Linked DNA regions of Ovis aries: region 2 is linked to region 1. The links are chromatin contacts, called in public Hi-C maps. All regions are on one chromosome and are shown on one strand. Each heading gives the region's core, a stretch centred on a gene start, on an enhancer-like site or on the middle of the called end of the contact. The rest is flanking DNA. Distances are from core to core; before and after follow the strand shown. Region 1 holds the start of CLASRP (CLK4 associating serine/arginine rich protein). Region 2 holds the start of CKM (creatine kinase, M-type).

What was found. A called contact is a pair of places that touch in the nucleus more often than the background predicts.
Region 2: a Hi-C map of tail adipose tissue shows a contact between it and region 1, with 4 times the contacts expected there. The contact joins the promoter of CKM here to the promoter of CLASRP in region 1. A contact is called at or near these places in 2 of 16 Hi-C or Micro-C datasets (liver and tail adipose tissue).

What each region holds. Positions count from the first base shown.
Region 1 is chr14:52,511,220-52,517,129 of ARS-UI_Ramb_v3.0, forward strand. It overlaps CLASRP (CLK4 associating serine/arginine rich protein), which reads left to right and starts at 2,222. Exons shown (of 21, transcript XM_042232163.1): 1 at 2,222-2,280; 2 at 3,257-3,384. The coding sequence starts at 3,286. RELB (RELB proto-oncogene, NF-kB subunit) reads left to right here. Exons shown (of 11, transcript XM_060398119.1): 11 at 1,236-2,030. The coding sequence ends at 1,621.
Region 2 is chr14:52,747,140-52,753,610 of ARS-UI_Ramb_v3.0, forward strand. It overlaps CKM (creatine kinase, M-type), which reads right to left and starts at 4,162. Exons shown (of 8, transcript XM_042232173.1): 1 at 4,109-4,162; 2 at 1,723-1,936; 3 at 544-698; 4 at 1-127. The coding sequence starts at 1,915.

The DNA.
Region 1 (5,910 bases), core at 972-3,471:
AGTCCATGGGGTCGCAAAGAGTCGGACACAACTGAGCGACTTCACTTTGAGCTGTTTTTATTTTGGACATTAACCCTGTACCGGTCATATCATTTGCAAATACCATATGACCCAGCAATTCCATTCCTGAGTGTATATCCAAAACAAATAAAACGAAAACACTAATTTGAAAAGAGACATGTACCCCAGTGTTCATAGCACCATTGTTTACAATAGCCAAGAAATGGAAGTAACCTAAGTGTCCTTCAATAAATGAATGGATAAAGAAGATGTGGTGTATATATATACAGTGGATTACTGTTGCTGCTTAGTCGCTTCAGTCTTGTCTGTCTGTATACGACCCTGTGGACTGCGGCCTGCCAGGCTCCTCTGTCCATGGGATTCTCTAGGCAAGATTACTGGAGTAGGTTGCCATGCCCTCCTCACAATATATTACTACTCAATCATAAAAAAACCCTGTAATTTGCAACAACATGGATGGACTTGGAGAGTATGCTTAGTGACAGAGAAAGACAAATACTGTATGATATAACTTATATGTGGAGTCATAAAAAAAAGTGAATAAAACAAAAAAGAAATACTGACAGATATAGAGAGCAACCTAGCAGTTATCAGTGGGAAGAGGGGAGGGGGAGGGGAAATATAGGGATGGGGATTAAAAGGTACAAATTACGACGGATAAATAAATTAGCAACAAGGACAGGGAATACAGCACAGGGAATATAGCTAATATTTTATAACAACTATAAGCAGAGTATGGGCTTCCCTGGTGGCCTGGATGGTAAAGAATCTACCTGCAATGCAAGAGACCTGGGTTCAGTTCCTGGGTTGGGAAGATCCCCTGGAGAAGGGAATGGCAACTCACTGTAGTATTCTTGCCTGGAGAATCCCATGGACGGAGAAGCGTGGTAGGCTACAGTCCATGGGGTCGCCAAGAGTCAGACACAACTGAACGATTAAGCACACACACATAAGTGGAGTATAACCTGAAAAATTGTGAGTCACTACGTTGTTTGTACACCTGAAACGTATAATACTGTTCATCAACTATACCTCAAAGAAAATTATCGTAAATTAAAAAAAGGAGATAATGGTGATAGTCCCTACTCAGAGTTCTCCCTGGCGTTATAGGAGGCCACATGATAAAGTATTTAGCCACAGACCCGGCATTTGAGCTGGCGGAAGGTCGACCCTAAAAGCCCACCATGCTTCCTTCTTTCTTCTCATCCCTGCAGGACCGTACCTCCCGCCGTCAGTGCTGCTACCCGACACAGACTTCTTCCCGGGCACCGTATCCCTCCCCAGCCTGGAACCCCCCGGCGGGCCAGACCTCCTGGACGACAGCTTTCCCTACGACCCCGCTGCCCCCACGCTCTTGACCATGCTGGACATGTTGCCCCCAGCGCCACCACTCACCAGCGCTGTCGCGGGCAACGGCGGTGCAGGGGCTGCGGTCGGGGAGCCCCCCGGCCCCGAGCCGCTGACGCTGGACTCTTATCAGGCCCCGGGCCCCGGGGACGGAGGCACTGCCAGCCTCGTGGGCAGCAACATGTTCCCCAACCAGTACCGTGAGGCCGGCTTTGGGGGTGGCCTCCTGTCCCCGGGCCCTGAGGCCACGTAGCCCCGCGGCGCTGGAGGAGAGGCGCTGGGTCGGGAGGGAGGTGGCCTTCCAATCAGGATACCCAGCACCCCCATCCCCTGGGGCGGCCCTTGGTCAGTCTTCCGACGTCCTCGTCCTTCTGAATCGGACATCTTCAGCGCTGGGGAGAAACTCCGTAACACCGGTTTCTCCTGAGCTCATTTACAAATGAGAAAACTGAGTCTGGAGAGGAAAGGGGGCTTGGCTCTCAAGCTCTAGCTTGTTAAAGCTGCTGTCTCAGCCCCCACAAGCAGGGGCACCTTCTCCAGGGGGATTCTGTTGTGTATATATGGGAGGAGGGTGCAGATCCCCCATCCTCCTTCCCCAGGCTTGAAGGTGGGGCGGGGTAGGTAGTTTGTTCAGAGTCTTCCTAATAAACATGAGCTTTTGATCCCTGGGGGTCTCGTCTCTTCGCTAGAGAAACAACCCCCACACTTAGGTCTGAGGTCTCCAGGCTCCGCCTACGCCCCTCTGATTTCCTCAAGCCCCGCCCTTCCGCTCACTCTCTAGTCCAACCTAGTTCCCGCCCCTCGAGTCGGCGGAAGTGCCTCTGCCGCTCCCCGCCCCGTCCCTCAGCCTCCCACTTCCGCTTCCGGTGCGGGGCGCGCGCGAGCGCAGCGGTGGGAGGCGGCGACGAGCCGGTGAGTGCAGGCAGCGGGTGACCTGCTGGCCTCGGGCGGACGTCAGCCCAGCTTCGCCCTTGCCTCGGCTTCTCCGCGATCTACTGTGAGACTCTGCTCGACCCGGGCCCCGAGGGCCGCCCGCCCCGCACCCCTTCGGCCTGCCGTGCCTCAGGCCGCGCCCTGCCTCCGCCGTCGGCCAGAGCTCGCCGCGTCGGACCCTGCAGCTTGCCACAGGTCCCGCCCCCTTGTCAGAAAAACTTAACCGGATCCCTCAGGCCCAGACCGGGTGCTCGAGCCCGATCCTCCAGGCTTGCCCCTAAACGCAGCCCACCCGCTCCTGTCAGCTCGCTCCGCCTCCCTCAGCCTCTGTACCCTCCCCCCGCCCCCAATTTAGATTCCTGCTTTAGAGCTCGGCAGCGCTCCGTTCTTTTCCTCCTGCGCCCTCCTCCCGCAAGTGTCTGGAGGACATCCACCACCATCCACGCCCTTCACCTGCCCTCGACCCCGACCTCCACACCACTACCCTTTCCCATAAAAAGTTTCTTCGTCCACCTGCCTTCATCCCCAGACCTCTGGTACCCAGACCCTCCCCCCACCCACCTGGTGGGCGCCGTTTCAACCCTTCCTCTCCCTTGAGCTCCCAACCCCAGCTGCTCATGTTCTTCCTCCAGACCTTACTTCAAACACTCACTCCTTCCATCCTTGAACCTTTCACCCTTGATTCCTGCTCCTTCAACACAGGGTACCACTTTCGCTGGGCTGTTCACTCCAGAGTCAACGGGAGTGGGGGTGGGGGAGTCAGAATGCCCAGGGTACTGGATCAGACTTGCCCGGGATCCACCCGAGTGTATCCTGCTGCACAGCTCTGCAGCCTCACTTACCCTCCCTGAAGCTGATGTTCAGGATTAACTCCATCAACTTGTTAGGTAACGGTGATTCTGCCCTTATTTTTTTTTTTTAAACTCCATCTGACACCCCTTCCCTAATCCCTCAGGTTGAGGCCCCAGCCTTGGCCTCACCACAATGTGGCACGAGGCTCGAAAACATGAGCGGAAACTTCGAGGCATGATGGTCGACTACAAAAAGAGGGCAGAGCGGCGCAGGGAGTACTATGAAAAGATCGTAAGTGACCTTTAATCTGGGCTGGGAGCTCTGTGAGAGGGCGGAGCCCTGGTTATCCTGGTACCACCAGGCTTGGAAATATGCTAAGAGGGGATACCCGTTTTCTCAAAGAGAATGTCCATTTTTTGAGTGTAATCATGTGCTGTGCTGTGCTGAGCTGAGTCTCTCAGTCCCATCCAACTCTTTTCCACCCTGGTGGACTGTAGCTCACCAGGCTCCTCTGTCCATGGGGATTCTCCAGGGAAGAATACTGGGGTGGGTTGCCATCCTCTCCTCCAGAGCATAATCACTGGGGGCGCGGGCAGGGAACTGAGGTATCTTGTTTATCACGTGCTGTGGTGTCTGGTGTGGACTCAGAGTACAGAACTGGTGTTGGCAGGGAGGAGGGAAGTCTTTGTAGCACTCCAGACATAAGATTGGCCACCTCCGGAATGTTGTCGGTCTTGCTTATTATTCCTGCATTCACAGAGCCCAGAGGAGCTCAGCCCTTCTTAAGGTTTGACTGGGCACCCGGAAGGAGTACCGTCAGTATTCACTGAGTGAATTCTGACCATTTCTCCCCTGTTAGATGCTTCAGTTGCTTTTGGAGAGAAGAGCACACTCCATCTTGTGACCTAAAAGGCCCTTGTGGTCTGGCCTCTGGGCTTCAGCCTGAGGTAGCTCCATTGGCCTTTTTTTCCATCTCTGCCGCCACTGGGTATGGAGCCTTTAATGCCTCCTCTCAGTTCTTTACCTGTTACTTGTTCTTGAGACCGCAGCTCCAGTGGCATTGGCACACTAGGTTCTGGTCTTCCGTGAGATGGAATTTGTGTGGACGGTGTCATTTACTACTGCAGCACTGCCGCAGGCTCCTCCCTGGTGTTCTGGCTTCCAGTCCTGCCGCCTCTAATCCACCCTCCTCAGAGGCCAGAGAGGTCTTTTTTTTTTTTTTTAATAAGGGATGGAATTGCTGTTATTTTTTAAAAAAATATTTATTTGGGTGCACTGGGGGTTGGCATCAGAGATCTAGTTCTCTGACCAGAGATCCAACCTGGGCTCCCTGCATTGGGAGTGTGTTTTAATTGCTGGACCGCTAAGGAAGTCCCCAGAGAGGTCTTTCTAAAGCATAAAGCTGACTCTGCCCCTCTCTTACTCAGAACTTCTCTGTGACTCTTTAGTGCCAGGCTCCTCATGACAGCCTTTAAGACCATGCATGGCCTGGCTTTTACCACCTCCTCCAGACTCATGTTACTCTGCTATCTGCCTTATTCCTTTGCTCGTGTCATCTGGCCTCCCTACTATCTGGGGCTACTTTTTCTAGCAAAAAAAGCTGTGTAAAGAGCTACCAGTTTACCTCCCCAAATTGTATAGTTCTCTCTAGCCGTAGGGGCTTTGCGTGAGTTTTTCCTCTATTACGTTAGCTCCTGCTCATCTCTCAGATCTCAGTCCTCAGGGAAGTCTTCCCTCATCCTTCATACTCAATCAGTGTCCCCTATAAATGCTGTCATGCTTCTTGTTTTTCCCCTTTGTGGAATTTAACACACATTTTCAGCTCTGTGAGACTGGGGACTAGGTTTATTTAGGTCATGCTACTGCTTTCCAAGCTTGAGCCCAACGTGGTTTATTTGGACTAGATGAATAAAACAATAATAGCAGTTGCCATTTTAGTTGATCTTTCTCAGGCTCCAGGCTCTGTGAGGAGAACTTCAGATGTATGATTTCTTTGAGTCCCCGCAATCACCCATGAAACAGAGGCTGCTGTTATCCTAGGAGAGGAATCTCTGAGAGCCCGTCTCCAATGGTGTTGGAACAACTATGACATGACCACAAGGGCAGGGCCTGGGTCTGTGTTGGTTATAGTTGGTTATATATAGCGGGCCAGGAATGTTGTCAGCGCTCGGGGCTGAGTAACTGCTGCTCATTAAGGGTTCGGGGTGCGCCAGACCCTGTGCCTGCTACTTCGGTATGTTTTTTCTGGTCCTTTTAGCAGGCCTGGGAGATGGGTGTTGACCCCTGTGTTAAAGCTTTGCTCATAACAGTAGTAATGCTATTGAGCATTTGTGTGTTAAGCACTGTACTGAGCGCTTGACAGTGTCTCTGTTTCATCATATCTTCACTGAAGACAGATGTTATTTCCTTTTTACATAAAAGCCCAGAGGTGGCCAGTCCTGCTCAGGGAACTGTTATTCAGCCATGAGTGGCTTCTCTTGCCAGTGTTTTCTTAAGGTCTAAGAGGGCTGCTCAAGCTCTAGCCATCATGTCTTTATATTCCATTCCGCAGGGAGGGAGAAGAGGCCAATGGGCTCATATCAGTTGTTAAGAAAGTTTCTAAATGTTTGCACGTGGTATATCCACTCGTATCCCCATGGCCGGAAAGTAGCCCCTGGTCACATACAGCTGCCAGGAAGGCTGAGAGTCATACCCTGTATTCTGGGGGGCCTTGTGCCAGTTATGTTAGGAGTCTCATTACTGTGGAGGAAGGGGCAGTGGATGTTGGTTGCCAACTAATGGGCTGTCACAAATGGTGGGGATAGGGACACCTCCCTC
Region 2 (6,471 bases), core at 2,912-5,411, 240 kb after region 1:
CGGAGAGTTTCTCCACGGCCCGGCGCTCGCCGCGGGAGCAGTGAGGGGGCAGTGCATAGCCCTTGATGCTGCGGCCCGTGCGGACACGGCTGCTGAGCACGTAGTGGGGGTCCAGATCGTCTCCACCCTAGGGAACAGCGGGGAGTCAGGGCTTGGTGGACCATCCTGTGTGCCCTGCCCCCTGCCCACCAAAATCAAATCTCCCCCACAGGCCCTCCCAGCTCTCTTGGGCTCTCAGCTGCTTCCTTTGGCTCTTCCTCCCCACTGGCCTCTCTCCCCCTCCCTCCCCGGCTCTGTCTCTCTTTTCTCTCTTCCCCCCATCTTTATCTCCCTCTCCATCTCTGTGTCTGTTTCTCCCTTGACTCCCTGTATGTTTTCCACCTGCTTTCCTCTCTCTCTCTCCCCCAACCTTGGCCATCTTCTGTGTCTGCCTGTCCGTCTTTCTTCCCATCCCCCTCTGTGTTTCTCTCCATGTCTGTCTCCCTGTCTCTCTGGGTGTCTCCTCCCCCCACCCCGCCCCGCCCTTCCCCTGGGGCAGCCGACCTTGAGGTTCTCATGGTTGAGATCAGTCTTGTGCTTGTCGGTGGGTTTGAAGCCCCCGTGCCGGTCCTGGATGATGGGGTCAAAGAGGTCCTTGAAAACCGTATAGGACTCCTCATCACCAGCCACACAGCCCACGGTCATGATGAAGGGGTGACCTGGGGGGTCAAAGGGAGGTCAGAGGTGCTTGTCACCCTCGGGGAAGACCTGGGCTCCTGGGTCCAGTGTAGACTGTGTGTGCACACGTGGGTGTGTGTGTGCGTGTGTGCGTGTGTGCAAGGGATTTCACTGAGCACCGTGGGCCAGAACTGAGGAGGCTGAGGGTGGGTAGGAATGGGGAGAGGAGACTGGGGGAGATCGAGGCGGTATCTGGGGGTGGGCGGTGAGAGGAATGTTGAGTGCAGGGCAAAGGAGAAAGGAGAGTCTGGGGGGCGAGTTACTAAAAATATTACCACGCGTGAATCCCCACATCAAGGGATCGTCCCCTAAAAAAGTTCAGAGCCTTAGATACTCTTAACCCCCACCAATAAGAAGAGGCTTGAAAGACTCTTGGGCTTCCCTGATGGTCCAGTGGTTAAGACTCAACACTCCCAATGCAGAGGGCCAGGGTTCAATCCCTGGTTGGAGAACTAAGATCCTGCATGCCTTGTGGCCAAAAAACAAAACAAAACAAAACACCTCATTTCTCAAGTAGGGAAACAGAGGCTTGAAGAGAAAGGGCCTTTTCCCTCAGTCATGAGTTGGAGGCTGAGGCCAGAAGCTGGTCTCCTGCCCAGTTCCACCCGCCCTGGTGGGGTGTTCCTGGAGAAGGAACCCCCTGTCAGAGTCAGAGTGCCCACTCGGTGCCAGGAGCCACTCCACATGCCTATGTTTTCCCAACCTGGGTGCCCATTTTTCAGGTGAGGAAACTGAGGCCTGAGGAAACTGAGCTTCCCTCAGGGGAGTCTCACGTGATAGTTGCACATATTTAGCAAGTGGTTTGCCACCTGCCAGACCCTGTCCCAGGCCCTCACACATTCAACTCATCTGTTTCTCACAGCAGCCCCATGAGTATGGTCCCCACTTTACAGATGGGAAAACTGAGGCTCAGGGAGGTGGGACTGAGGCCTGGCAGGCAGCCTCCAGGCCACCCACACACACACCGGCCTCACAGTCCCTGGGACGCTCCCCCAGGAGGTTTACCTGGGTTGTCCACACCTGTCTGGATGACATCATCCAGAGTGAAGCCAGATGGCGTCTCCTTGTCCCGCAGCTTCTTGTAAATCTCGAGGGTCAGCGCCTTGGCCATGTGGTTGTTGTGCTTGCTGAGGTCTGGGTATTCCTCCTCAGCCTTGAAGTTCAGCTTGTGCTTGTTGTGGGTGTTACCGAACGGCATGGTGGCGGTGGTGTGGGGGGCCTAGTGGGGAGGGGTGGAGGGGGGAGTTAGGTCACATCCACGGAGACCAGCAAGAGAGCAGAGCCAGGCTCTGGGTCAGGCAGGCCTGAGAGCCAGTCCTGAGTCTTGGGCTGTGTGACTTGGACCCAGAGGGATCCCTTCTCTGAGCCCCTGCATCTCAACAGGATGTATCATCAGTCTGGGGTTGGGATCTTAGCTCTGCCTTATCCTGCTGGTGACCCTAGGCTAATAGCATTGCTACAGCCTCACTTTCTCCAGCTGGAAAAATGGAGGAGAGAACCCCTCAAGCCTGTGATAAGATATGATAACTGATAGATAAGAGTATAGGTTCTAGAATCAGGCAGCCTGGCTTTGAATCCCAGCTCTGCTGTGTGACCTTGGGCAAGTTACTTAACCTCTCTGTGCCTCAAAGTAATCACCTGTAAAATGCGGGTAGAATAGCACTCGTCTCATGGAGGTGCTGGAAGGATGTGATGAGTTCATTACGTAAAGCACTTAAAATAGTGCCCGACACACACTAATTATTTTGCTAGCTATTGTTATTATTGTTGTTTTGAATTACAAGGAGCTGGTGAGGGTGGAGGCTGTTGCTGGGAATGAGTGTGCGAGCAGAGAAGCGCCGTTCTCTCTATGAAGATTCCTGGGTGCTCAGTCGAGGGAGGAGGGGCAGGGTGCCTGCCCCCACCTCTGTGTGCTGACAACTGTCCTGCAGGGCACAGTTAGTAACAGCTCAGCCTCTGAGGTCGACAGAGCTGGGTTCAAATCTCACCCATGCCATCTCTGGGCTGTGTGACCCTAGGTCAACTGCTCAGTCTTTCTGAGCCTCTGTCTTCTGTGAACTGAACTTTTCCCCTGGGGTTTCCAGGAGGATTCTTTGAATCCAGCACAAAGCCAGTTGAGCACAGGCCCTGGCATGGAGCTGGGGCCTTGTAAAGAACCTGCCTGCCAATGCAGGAGGTGTAAGAGATGAGAGTTCAGTCCTTGGATCAGGAAGATCTCCTGGCGGAGGAAATGGCAACCCCTTCCAGTACTCTTGCCTGGAGAATCCCTTGGACAGAAGAGCCTGGTCTGCTAACAGTCCAGAGCGCCACAAAGAGTCTGAAGCAACTAGCACGCACACACCTAGAAGGGTGGTTGCTGTACTGTTGTTATTTTATTCACAAGACCCAGGAAGAGGGAGGACCCTTTAGCGGTGGTGGTAGGGATGAGATGTTCATTCCCAGCTCCAGGAATGGGAAGTGGGCAGGACGGTGGGAAGGAGATGGGCACGAGGGTGAGCTGAAAGCCGAGGCATCAGGCCAAGAGGGATGGAACCCACGAAAGCCTTTGGAGTTGATGTTCAGGGTGGGGATTTATTTTTAGAATCTGGCAGACTCCTCTCCCCCACCCCCAGCTGCCACCCCACCCTCACATTCCAGGGGCTCGGCTTGCACCACGTCAGCAGGCCAGAGACAGGTGGTCCAGGGTGGCTGGGAGCACATGCATTCAGGCTTTGGGGCTCAAGGGCTTTCAGCCCAGAAAGCCCCCTTCAGAGCATGTCCCCACCCCCATCCCTCCTGGGGGCAGGCCGGGAGAGGGCAGGGAAGCAAGGTCGGGGAGCCCAAGAAACACCAACAGACGTAACCCAGAGCTCCTCCTGCACACACCCGCACGCACCCCCAGGTAGCACGGTAAATGGGCCCACATGTGCACACCTCCCAGCTCAGGGACACTGGCATACAGGGACTCATGCAGGAGCCACAGAAAGCCAGACAGACACAAGGTCACGCTGTGCAGAAGGCAATGGGACCACAAGGTCACTAAGGCAAAGACCCTGACAGGTGATACACAGACACCTCCCACGGCTTACGGCACCCAGTTCTGGCGACAGACCATCGTGAACAAGGCCTGGCCCGCAGCCCCTTGCAGGGGGGCGACAGCTGGCCACTGTCAAGGCTCCTTTCCATCCTGGGGTCTCCCCCCAGGATGCGTGCCCCAGCCATCACAGGCATGGCCGGGAGTCAGGGGCTGTAGGTGGAGGGGACCCTCGGACATAAGGACCACCTTGCCACACACTGACCTGCCTGTGCACGGGGGCATGTGGGGGGCAACATGCAAGTCCCCTTCCAGAGACAGCTCGACCTCTGGCTCCTATGGAAGACACCCCATTCTGGACCCTACCCCGGGCAGTACCTGGCTGGGCGGTGCTGGAAGGGGCTGTCTGTATCCCGGAGGCGACACTGACCCAGAGGAAGGTCCTGCAGCCCTGGCCTTATATAGGGGGGGCCTGAGCTGTGTGATTGGCTGGGAGGGGCTGCCCCTTGGGAGCGGGCTGGAGGGCAGCTGAGCTCTTCACCTCACTGCCCAGGCATCGTGCCCACCCCGAACCCAGGCATGCCTCGCGCCCAGCCCTATGGCCTTGTATGGGCCGCGCCAGGGTCTGGGCCCATATCCCCCCCGCAACCAAGCTGGTCCCCCGACCAAGTGCTGAGTCGGGCTGGCGGGGACAGCTGGAGCCCCGCCGGGGCCACGGGATAGTGTCAGGAAATGTCCCAGGCACGTAGAAGTCACCCTCCCCTGGCCCTCCGCTAGGCCACTGGCCTCCCCTGAGCCCCCAGTGGCCTTGACCCCAGCACACAGCAGGTCCTGAGCTCTGTCCCTGGGGAAGCCTTGCAATGGCCCCTGGAGGTCAGGTCTTTGGTTTTCCTGCAGAGGAAAGGGCCCAGAGAGGCTGTGTGACTTGCCTGCTGTCACCCAGCTACAGGCAGTGTGTGACCAAGGCCAAGGTGGGAACAGGGGACGGCCTGACCCCAGAACCCTGTGCTGGGATGCACTTTCCTCCTCGGAAGTGCAGGGGAGGGAAACTGAGGCTGGGCCGAGCTAGGGCGGTTCTTACTCAAGGCCAGGTTGAAGGTGGTGGTCACCCTTTCCACTCCAATCGACCAGCCCAGTGACCCAGGGAGATTTCTGCTGTGGAGGGGACAGAGAGGGACAGCCTGCCAGGAAGGGAGTTTATTTTTAGAGCTCACTGCTCGCGATCTCCTCTGGGAGACCCGAGGTGCTGGGGCTGGGGGGGCATGGGGGCAGGTGTTGGTGGGGTGAGGTCGCCACGTGTCCGGGTTAATTATAACCCAGCGTCTCGGGTGTCCCTTGGCCTCGCCTCCTTACAAGGGCAGCCGAGAGCTCGGGGAGGCCAACCCCAGCCACGGCAGAAGGGGGCTGGGTGGCAGCTCAGGTCAGGGACGCGCTCAGATCCAGGCTCGATCAGGGACCGCAAGGGCTGAGGAGGAGATCCTGCAGAAATGGGATGTCACAGAGGGAACGGCGTCTTCGGCCTAGAAGGCACCAAGACTGCAGGATGCAAGGATCGGGCAAGTCCAGGGAGCACCCAGCATTGAAACAAAGAAGAGAATGTTCCTTTCCCTCTGGAGTTCCTCCCTCCTCCTGGGTCTCCCCCGCTTCTTCCTAGGCAGGGAGCACTGATCTAGAGAAAGGGGGGCCCTTTCTGCCTCTCCCAATGTTCCTGGTGGTAGGGGGGCTATTTAGAAAGCTTTTCTCCTTGGGGCCTAGTCCGTGATCGCTCCCCTCACTGTCCTGTCCCAGCAAGGTCAGTGTGTCAAAGCACTCCTTCATAGTTACAGAAACTGAGGCCCAGAGAATGAAAAGGAACTGGTCTAGAGTCGTTACGGCATGTATCATGTCAACAATTATTTATTAAGCACTTACTGGGACCCAGCAGAAGATAACCCAAACCCCTGTCCTTATGGAGTTAATATTTTAGTGAGGGTGAACAAGTTGTTATACATTTTAATGTTGGGGACAATGGGGCTTTGAAGGAAAGAGACAGAGGGTAAAAATGCAAGTGACGGGACACAGTGGAGGAGATCAGGTCAGGCCTCTCTGGGGAGGTGACATCCAGGCAGAGCCCAGAGGGAGCCAGCTATGTGGGTGTCTGGAAGGGGGACAGCAGGTGCAAAGACCCTGAGGTGGGGGTGGCTTGGCATGTCAGAGAGACGGGGAGGAGGCTGGAGCAGATGGAGGGGAGAATGGGAGGAAGAATGTGAGGTTGGAGGGGGACCAGGAGCAGACCTGTAGGGTCCTAGGGCTCCGATGGGAGTCCCTGAGGGTTATGAGCAAAGGAGAGACAGGATCCAGCCACGTCACACACAGCCCAGCCCCCGGGGCCCCTAATAACCCCTTGTGTGCACATCTGACATTCCTCTTGGTAACACAGCAGCCGAAGTCCTTTCTATATTGAGGGAGTTCTCCACCCTTTGACCACCTCCTTTGGAGAAGCCCAAATAGTAGAAACTCAGTTTCCCAGAATCCTTTGCCGCAATGGTTCGCTCATGTGACGTGTTCTGAGCCAATCAAACCCTCCAGCAGGACCTTGCAGTCATGTGACCTAAGCTGAGCCAATCAAACCCTCCAGCAGGACCTAGCTGTCATTAGCCCTACCTCCTTTATCTTGAGTCCCGCAGAAACAGTTGGCCTTGGGGTTGGCCTTGGGGAGCACTGTGACCCTTATCGTATAGCTTCCTCCCACCCCTTGAGCC